Regions from separate parts of the Mus musculus genome. Here all the other regions are linked to region 3. A link is a contact called in public Hi-C data. All regions are on one chromosome and are shown on one strand. Each heading gives the region's core, a stretch centred on a gene start, on an enhancer-like site or on the middle of the called end of the contact. The rest is flanking DNA. Distances are from core to core; before and after follow the strand shown.

Region 1 (2,992 bases), core at 440-2,939, 640 kb before region 3:
GATCATTTTTAGGATTTTGGTATGTGAAGAAATTGTATAATACATCTATAGTAGATGCTACCAGATAACCATGAGGGTCCTTAGTTAGAAATCAATTGTTCTGACTGTCAAGAAATACATGCTAGTTATCCCATGGAAGACTAATTTCTGTGCAAAATTTTCCATTACCCAGGTCCATGAATTTCAGGCTACCATTCAGTGTTCTTAATTAGATTAAGACTTAGCAATTGAATATTTAAATTCAATGTTGCTCCAATTTTACACTTCTTTAAGTCAGAATATGAACTTGAGTCTTATTAATAGCTCCTATAATAATAGAGAAGATGGGGGTTTCTCTAAAGCTAAGATAGAGACTGCTTAATTCTCCAAAAGTTTTCTCAAATAATTATTTCAACATTTGAAAACCTCCTATTTCTTATACCCATTTTCTAGGTCTGCTGAAAATGGTGAAGAATGCCCAAATTTTACAAATACCTTTTCTTTTTTTTTCTTTCTTTCTTTTTTTTTTTTTTTTTTTTTTTGGTTTTTCGAGACATGGTTTCTCTGTATAGCCCTGGCTGTCCTGGAACTCACTTTGTAGACCAGGCTGGCCTTGAACTCAGAAATCCACCTGCCTCTGCCTCCCGAGTGCTGGGATTAATGGTGTGTGCCACCATGCCTGGACACAAATACCTTTTCTTACAGTGACCAATCTACTTACTTTCCCCCATCAGTCTGGATTTCACTCCTGCAATTTCTTAATGTTTTCACTCTTTGTAACTTGTATCCTTATTTTTTTTTTAACAGGTGCAATGGGATCCACAGGACTATGTTTTTATGGACACTGTATTGTCATGTTCCTTCTTCAGATGGTCACAGCAAGCTCAGGTATAAATCTGTCACTCAATATATAGCTTTAGCAATATCAAGTTTGTTGGGAATAGTTAGGAGCAATAAAATAATAGGCTTTTAAGACTATTATTCCTAAGGTCCTAGGTAACTGTATTAGTTACTTTTCTATTCCTTTGATAAAATATCACAACCAAGGCAAACTAAAAAAGAAAGCATTTAATTAGGCTGAGCATTTCAGAGGGTTAGAGTCTGTGATGGTAGAGTAAATGCTTGTGGACAGAACAACTGAGAGCTCAAATCTTGATGATCATAGTGTTCACTGGGACTAAAGCCAGCTTCCAGTAACGTATGTCTTTCATCAGGAACAGACATCCTAATTTTTCCCACACATTTCCATCCACAGGGGACCAAATATTCAAACATATGAGCCCCGGGATTCACTTTAATTAAGACACAGTAACCACATGGGTAGGAATAATGAATGAGTCATTCTCAACCAGAATGTCTTGTTTTCTTAGATTTGTGTCAGGTTCATGGGAGAAAACAAGGGTGAAAACCGTCAAATTCTTAATCCTCAGAGCTCACTACTCATATTGAGCAAATATGACTCATATACCACTTTTATATTGAGAAAACAATCCAGGATGAGGATTCTTATGGCATTCCATAGGACTTATCAATACAATAAGATGAGGAATGTTGAAATCTTGATCAATTGTAGAGTTCCAGACAAGTCTCTGCTCCACCAGTGGGACATAGCCACTTGGGGAGGCAGAATGTGGGGCGTTTGATGTCCTTACCCCACACCATTACAATCGTGGGTGCAGGAATGAAGGGAAGCACTGAGTCACTGCTCCAGGGGTGGGAAAGCATAGTTTGAGATGCAGGAAAACCTGAGTTGGCTAGGGATTCCCGGGCATGCTACGAGGCCAGACAGTGGGGTTCTCAGACTCTTAAGCTTTCAGGAGCTGCTGGGAGTCAAGAACAGAGAATAGAGTCAGTGTTCCACACATTGGGGAGAGTGTCTAGCCTGGAGCCCTGGGGAAAGGGGAGCTCCAGCTTGCCCTAGCGGAGATAATTGTCCTCAGGTTGGAGGTGGCAGGCTTAGTGGTGGTTGTGGCTAGGAGCACAGAGCGGCCTTCTCTGGGAGAACAGGCTGTGGCTCTGTAGTGAAGGCCTTCTTCATGGCTTCCCACAGAGGATGTTGGCAAAAAGAGACAGTCCATGGGTCTAAACAGTTTATTTTCATGGCAAAAAGTGAGTGCATAAAACCTTATCCCACTTCTCAGGGTGGGCCTGAGATTAAGTCCCTTTTGCAGGGAGTAATGTCTGGGAAGGGAAGCTTATTGGCGAAGCCCTCTGGGCCTGGAGGAACCTCATTAACATGGAGAACTCTGTTTTTGGCCTTTGTAACTACAAGTTTTGTCTCTTTTATGTGACAAGCATGACTCTTGTTCCAAGTCAGGAGTCCATCAGGGAGCTGGGTGTCACCTAAGTCTCAGGTGTTTGACCACTGAGTCTCCGAGTCTTGACCTGCTCTACCATACCAAACTTCCTGGTTTTATGTCCTGCAGTCAATGATTTATAAAGGAATTTGTGCAGTTGATATATAGATTCTTTGGTGGTACAAAAAAAAAAAAAAAGGATGAAGCAATAAATAGCACTGAAATGTAGAATGTTCTAGTAAAAGCTGCATTTTAAATTTTAAACTTTTATTGAATCCTATTTAGTTGGGACTCACATTTGGCTAGGTTGCCACAAATGTGTCTTCATAGAGTCTAGAATATAACTGTGAATATGGCTGTAAACATATTTGCTGGCATAATGTTTTTTACACCGTATAAAATTTTAACTTATGTTAATCAGATGCCAATTTCTCCAGCCTCATATCTTGTTTTAACAGGAACATAGCATTGCAATGCTTATACCAAAAATATCACGTCTCAAATTCATGGAAACAATTATTATCGTTTATTCTTGGCCTTGTTAATCAATGTAGATCACCCAATGACTGGGCAGAATAGTGAATAGGGCTGGATGTCCACCAGCAAGAGGAAGGAGTGAGGGGGAGGAGAGAGAGAGAGAGAGAGAGAGAGAGAGAGAGAGAGAGAGAGAGAGAGAGAGAGAGAGAGAGAGAGAGAGAGATCAGCCAGGAGGATGG
Region 2 (2,986 bases), core at 294-2,793, 750 kb before region 3:
CCTTTGGTCATTCTGCAGGATACAAGTGAACAGGTTGTCTTGACAGCTATCTTGGGACCTTGGTCTATGGGTACCTTATGGGAGCTCTTCTTTTCCCCACAGCCATTAGAGTTGGGGTGAGAACCCTTCCTGTGCTTTCTTGCTGCTGAAGTATATGTTGGGGTGGGCAACACTGGGATGGGGCATACTTGCCTTATCTCTGGGATTTATCCACAGAAAAGATCAGTTGGGAGCTTTTGACCAAATGAAGGAACTGCCGATGGGGAGGCCTTGAGCACTTGGTGTCAGATGCTTGAGCATAAAGAGCATTACCCAGCCCTTCCCATTCCATGTACCATACAATTGGTCCTTTCATGAAAGGAAAGGACCTTTTATGCAGCTGCTTTTTGTTTCCTTATAGGGTTCCTTACCTCTGTAATGCTGGGCAGGCCCTGTGTACCTCCCACTGGCCTGCACCCAGGCTACTTACAAGTCCTTCCTGTAAAACCACTCTGCCAGGAATCCTGCTGACAACTTCCTTATTGACAATAAAGTATAGGAGACTAATGTTTAAGATTACTGCTTGTATTACTGGGTTACATACAGAGCAAACAGTGGCATTTGGACATGGATTTATTATTATTATTATTATTATTATTATTATTATTATTATTTTCAGGTGGAAAAATATTAGCTAACGCCTGGGCTGGTTTGGGTTTTGACTCTGGGCTTGGATGACTTTAAAAGCGCTCAGGACCATGGTCCCTTCTCTCCAGGCCCTCTGTCTCAAAGAGAGAACAGAGAAAAAATATCCTGCTTGTGGTTGGATAGAGATCTTCTCTGTCCTGTTCCTTCCAACTGAAGCTTGGAGCAGGTTGCAAATGCAGCCAAACTAGGAATAGGAAGCTCCCCAAGTTTGGGTCATGGTTCCATGGCAGTGATTACCACTGCAGTCTTCACTCAGCCCTCCTCCATGCCTTTGCAATTCTCAGACCTCCAACCCTGGGGATGCCATTTCCACATGTCTTTGTTCAGTTCAGTTCAAACCCAGATCTGATTCACTAACCAGGTCAGGCCCAGGTCAGGCTGTGCCATGAACAACTGCAGAGTACATTACTCCTAAGAGAGCAACACCAGCAGCACCCCACCACAGAACAAGGCTCTCTCATAGGGGCAAGTGTCAGAGAGGCAAGTCAGGATCCTGGCAAGCAAATCACATGGTCTTCAGGGCCAGAGTGGATACCTGCTGTGTTGCTCACTTGTCCCTATCTCCAGCTGTCAAAGGCCAAATTTCTGGGAGTCACCTGTGTCCAGATGGTTCCTGAGGAAGAAAGGAGACCCTATATACACAAGATAGATGCTTAATTGTAAGAGGAAAGGAGAAGTACATAGATGTGTAAGTCTGAGAAAGATGGCAACAGAATACCAGAAATGCAGAGGAAGGAAGAGAGAAAGACTTATACTCTACTCACCATAAACATACCTGCACAGCCTGGCCTAGTCAAAACCTCCTGGGCTCAGTGTCAAAGCTTCAAGCTCCTCAGTGCCAAGGCATGGTCTTTAACAACTTCTCTCAGTCACAGAAGACTGAGAAGGAGCCTGGCCCCTCCCCCAGAGGGTGGCAGGCAAGGCCCTGAATACCACCCCAGTCACTGGGCCTTGGTTTCTGAGGGACAGTCTCTGCTTTTGTGACAAGGTGTGGTTATGGGGTAAAGTAAACACACTCTGTAGGGGGTTCAGAGTTGCCCAGGCCCCCAGGGGAGGTGGGAAGGGAGACACAGCTCAGTGTGACACTCTGTCATTGTGGTCACAGCCTCCTCTCACACCTGGGCAAACTGGTTTCTCAAGGCAGGCAGGCAGTGTTTCAGTCTCCAGAAGAACAAATTCTGGGCTCTGATGTATAGCATGGCTTCTTTGCTTGATCAAGCATGTTGTATGCTTGAAGCCCAATAAGCAAGTATAGCTGGAGCATTGTAACCGCATGCTCCAAATGTGAGCTTGATGGAGCTAATCGTTTTACAACATAAAGTTATAAATGTTAAATGACTACATGGGATCATCTCATGACTTACAATTTCTTTATGTCAACTCTGTTTTTCTTTCAACATAATATCTTTATGATTCCTTGGGAATTTCATATCATGTACCCCAATCACACTCACTTCTCAGTCCTCCCTCTCTTCTCTTCCACTCTTGTGACCTCCCCTGAAAAGAAGAAAAAGAAAAAAAAAATGAAAAAGAAAAGTAAGTCCATTTTTTGTTGTTTCTATACTCACTGGAGCATAGTCAAATTCTACCTGGGCAGTGCTTCTCTACCTCTACCCCTGCCAGAGCCATCATTTATGAAGAGCTACATTTCAGCACCCTTATCACAAATTTTAAGGGCTTTCTTTGATAGCTCCCTTTGTAGGTTGTTACATTGTGTGGGGTAGGAATGGGTTGGAGGTAGGGGTTTCTATTTTCATCTTTCTCAACTGTTCATTTGCAGTCATCGATACTACTGTGAGACTGTCCTCCTTGTTCTTTATATTCAGCAGGAGCATAAATCCTGGGTTTTTTACATGGTTTCTGGCCACAGCACAGACCACAAATAGCACAGACCATAGAATCTTCACATGGTCTCTAGCATTAGCACTCACCATGGACCTCCTTGGACATCAACATGGCCCTCTGCCAAAGCACAGGCCATGGGTCAGCATGGCCTCTGGGAGAAGTACAGACCCCATGGTCCAAACCAGTAAGTTAACCATTATTCATCTGAAATATTATTTCCCTGTTCGGAGTCAGGGTACTCCTGCAGCTGTGCACCTGCTTCAGGGCCTGAGTGTGTACAAGCTCCAGGTGGCTTCACACCATCCTGCTGACCCTACTGTGTAACAACCTGTTCCTGAATGAACTGCAGCCCTCTCTCACACCCACCACAGCTGTCGAGTCAAGTTCTACCTCTTTTCACTGAGCATGCTCCACTGCGCTCTTCCATCTTTCTCACCTCTCCTCTAGTTCATCA
Region 3 (3,128 bases), core at 128-2,627:
TAAATTTTGGATTGAAAGTTTTGTGGGTGGGTTGGTGTCCCTGTCACTCTCCAGTAGAATTCCTGCCTGGCTACAGGATGTGGCCTCTTCAGTAGTGATATCCCCTATGATGTGAGTCATATTTAAAGTCACCCCCAAAGATAAAACCTTCATGGATACAAATTTATGGAGATTTTACATGATTTCAAAAGATAAAACTATGATAGTTTTATATGTAGCTTTTTCTGGTTCTTTTCTTGTACCTATTTAATCTCAGTCCAACCATACTACTATCTTCCCCTAGACCATGCTTCTTTGGTTAATATATAGAACCTATTTTCATAGAAAATGTCTGTTGTACATAGCAAGAATTTTATGTCTTAAGCTTTGTTTTGCACATGGGCCACATTATTTCCAAGAAACTTTTTTCCAAACTGAGCTGTTCTTGCACATGCATAAAATATGTAGGCTACCTGGTGTGAGAGAAAGTTTGATCCAACATTGAGAACTCAGTCATATTGAACAAAACTACCTTCTTATCTCATACAAATCAATAGTCTGCTGGCCTGGGTGTTAGTAGAGACGCCCCCACCCCATATCTGGTTCCCATTGTGAGGGCCTGAACCCTCAGAGGAGGTAGGAACACTCTATTGAATAGAATCAATGGATAGAAGTTATTTTTTCTTACCGCAGGGATCACAGCCATAAGTAAGAGAGTAAAATAAACATAGTTTCTCCTCAATTCTCTGAGACAAGGGTTTCATAGAATTATTGAAATATTTGTTAAGATACAGAGGAGCAAAATTATCAGAATAACAGTTCTACAACTTTATACAAGTTACTGTTAAATTCAATCATTGGTTTCTTAAACAAGGAACCATAGTTGTTGATAATTGGAAACAAAATATAGGTAATGTGAAGAGAACCCATGAAAAGTAAGATAAAATTCTTGTCAATTATTTTGCATGCTGGAGTACAGTAATATATTGATTGTATCTTATGAGAAGGATCATTACAAAAGAGAGATAGAGAAAAAACTTATCTTGCACACATATCTTGGCAAGGCTTGGTAGCTTGACCCTTTCTTTTAACTGTTCAGGTCCTGCCAGATCAGCATATGTTTTAACACTTGACTTATAGGGAATGGTGGGATGGTGTGTGTGGTTACATAGCCTACACTTAAATTTCAGGGCTCAGCTGACCCAGAGCTTAGCTTTGTATTTTCCCACACAGCAGGAATGTTGCAGAATAGATTGATCGAAGGTCCCTATATGAAAAAAATGTTGAAACATAGTTTACTTCTATTACAGGAATAATTTTGACTAGGACATATAGAACCTTCAGTTAGTTCATGAAATATGTCCCTATTTATATAATTCCTAAAAGATAAAGTGTAACCTCCCTCTCTTGGCCTGAAATCTGACTGATCAGGTTTGACTGCTATCACCAGGAGATCATCAGGGGTGGAGTCTGCCACCCTATCTTTCTGCCACTCCCACTGCTGCTATCTGCCGCCTAGCTGTTCCAGAGTATTCACGTGGTCACCTGCAGCTGGACTCCGAAGATGATTTGGCCGGAATGGGCCCCTCCCCCTTCTTCATAACCCCGTGTTTCTGAATAGTAAAATTGAGCTTTGATCAGAATCTTGTCCTAGCTCCATTATTTCTCTCATCTGTCTAGTTCTCTCTCTTTCATCCCGAGTCTGCGGCTTCAGCCATACCCTGTTCCATGCGAGCTGCTGGACGGCCCGCAACAATAAAGAATAAGTTTTGCCTTAATACATTATTTCAGGGACATAAATACTTCTATAGAAACAATGGGGAAATCTGGAAAGGCTCTCTGCTCCTATTATGATTCTTCAAGGACATTACATTATTATACTTGAATTAAAAGACTGCTTTTTCTCTATTTCTTTACATCCTGTTGGTACGGAATATTTTTCATTCTCTGTTCACTCCTTAAGCAATCAACAGCCTTATATTAGTGGAAAGTTTTACCATAGAAAAGGGAAAATAGCTCAAGTATCTGTTAATACTATGTATATAAAGTGTATTTAAGCTGGTGCTGAATGAATTTTTGAGGTATTGGTATTCTCTTCTCCTGGTTATTTAATCAATATTTAGATAAGTACTTAAATTTTTTGGTAAGTAAACTAAAAATGAACATTTAAATATTGCTCCAGATTAATATAGAAGCTATCACCTTATAATTATTTAGGTTTTATTACTACCTCAAAAATAATTATCCTCTGAACTTAAAACCTCACAAACAACATACCCTCAATTATTTAGAAAAAATTTGGGTCCTGTTAATTGGGTACATTGTTATTTACTTATCATTATTGAGGATTTGGCTCAACTTTTTGTATTACTTCCCCGGAGACTCTCACTTAAACTCCATTGAGACAACACTAAAACAGAGCAGACATTTAGCTTATTCAATAATGCATTATGCAGGGTAAAAAAATGCTGATTTATAGTATCAACTGAATATTTAGTTTCATGCTTGCATATAAAAAGAACCCAATTGTTTTCTTCTTCAGGATTTTATGGGATTATTTCTCAGGTATTTTTGAATATCCTTTTCCCTAGAAGGAAATATTTTTGAGCTTAAAATTAAACTTCTTTAAACTTTAAAAATCCTAAATATTATATAAAAGTCTTAGACTTAGATCTTAGAAATTAATGGCCATTGTTACTTAAGTTGGTTTACTTTATTTGTTTATTCATTTTAATTTTGTGCTTTCCCTATTTGTGACAAGAACAAATAAGATGCTGGGAATGGAGAAAGGTAGAGGAGACTCATGAGAGCCTATTCTATACTGAAGGAATATTTAACAAAGGATTTAAAGCTTCTAGTGCATAATTAATTGGTAGTTCTCAACTAATATCTGGAACTAAGGCTGTCTATGACTGGGGACTTCTCTACTGTCAGATGTGTAAAGGCACTTGCTTGGAATGCACTTGAGGCATGCATAGTGCCACTTCCTAACTAATCAGCTGCATAGCATTGCCCCAGCCATAATAAGGGGAACTGGAAGCTCCAGGAGAGTAACATTCTGTCACATGTCAAACTTAACTTTGCCAAATAGGTCTTTATGTATTACTTTTCTAAGGCTCTCATGGTCCTGTTTTTTACTAACCAATGCT

What was found. Hi-C and Micro-C count contacts between places; a contact is called where the count stands out from the background.
Region 1: a Hi-C map of epidermal suprabasal cells shows a contact between it and region 3, with 2.3 times the contacts expected there. The contact joins two enhancer-like sites. A contact is called at or near these places in 2 of 39 promoter capture datasets (cranial neural crest and embryonic stem cells) and 1 of 484 Hi-C or Micro-C datasets (epidermal suprabasal cells).
Region 2: a contact with region 3 is called in a Hi-C map of epidermal suprabasal cells, with 2.4 times the contacts expected there. The contact joins the promoter of Slc5a9 here to the enhancer-like site in region 3. A contact is called at or near these places in 19 of 39 promoter capture datasets (the 3T3-L1 cell line, 3T3-L1-derived adipocytes, the C10 cell line and 8 more), 22 of 484 Hi-C or Micro-C datasets (the Ba/F3 cell line, the G1E-ER4 cell line, the STO cell line and 7 more), 2 of 115 datasets of contacts at active chromatin or transcription factors (the NIH/3T3 cell line and double positive thymocytes) and 4 of 9 other capture datasets (adipose tissue, liver, macrophages and 1 more).

The regions. Positions count from the first base shown.
Region 1 is chr4:112,009,887-112,012,878 of GRCm38.p6, forward strand. It overlaps Skint1 (selection and upkeep of intraepithelial T cells 1), which reads left to right. Exons shown (of 8, transcript NM_001102662.1): 2 at 787-867. The coding sequence starts at 792. Among named protein-coding and RNA genes, the nearest start is that of Skint1, 5.1 kb to the left of the region's middle. Within about 2 kb of position 1,690, at least 4 of the 459 cell types and tissues checked have an H3K27ac peak or open chromatin away from gene starts, as enhancers often do. A contact at or near this core is called in epidermal suprabasal cells, where this site is marked.
Region 2 is chr4:111,901,253-111,904,238 of GRCm38.p6, forward strand. Slc5a9 (solute carrier family 5 (sodium/glucose cotransporter), member 9) reads right to left here and starts at 1,544. Exons shown (of 15, transcript NM_145551.4): 1 at 1,463-1,544.
Region 3 is chr4:112,650,629-112,653,756 of GRCm38.p6, forward strand. It overlaps Skint2 (selection and upkeep of intraepithelial T cells 2), which reads left to right. Exons shown (of 8, transcript NM_001285965.1): 8 at 1,411-1,620. The coding sequence ends at 1,547. Among named protein-coding and RNA genes, the nearest start is that of Skint2, 38 kb to the left of the region's middle. Within about 2 kb of position 1,378, at least 1 of the 459 cell types and tissues checked has an H3K27ac peak or open chromatin away from gene starts, as enhancers often do. A contact at or near this core is called in epidermal suprabasal cells, where this site is marked.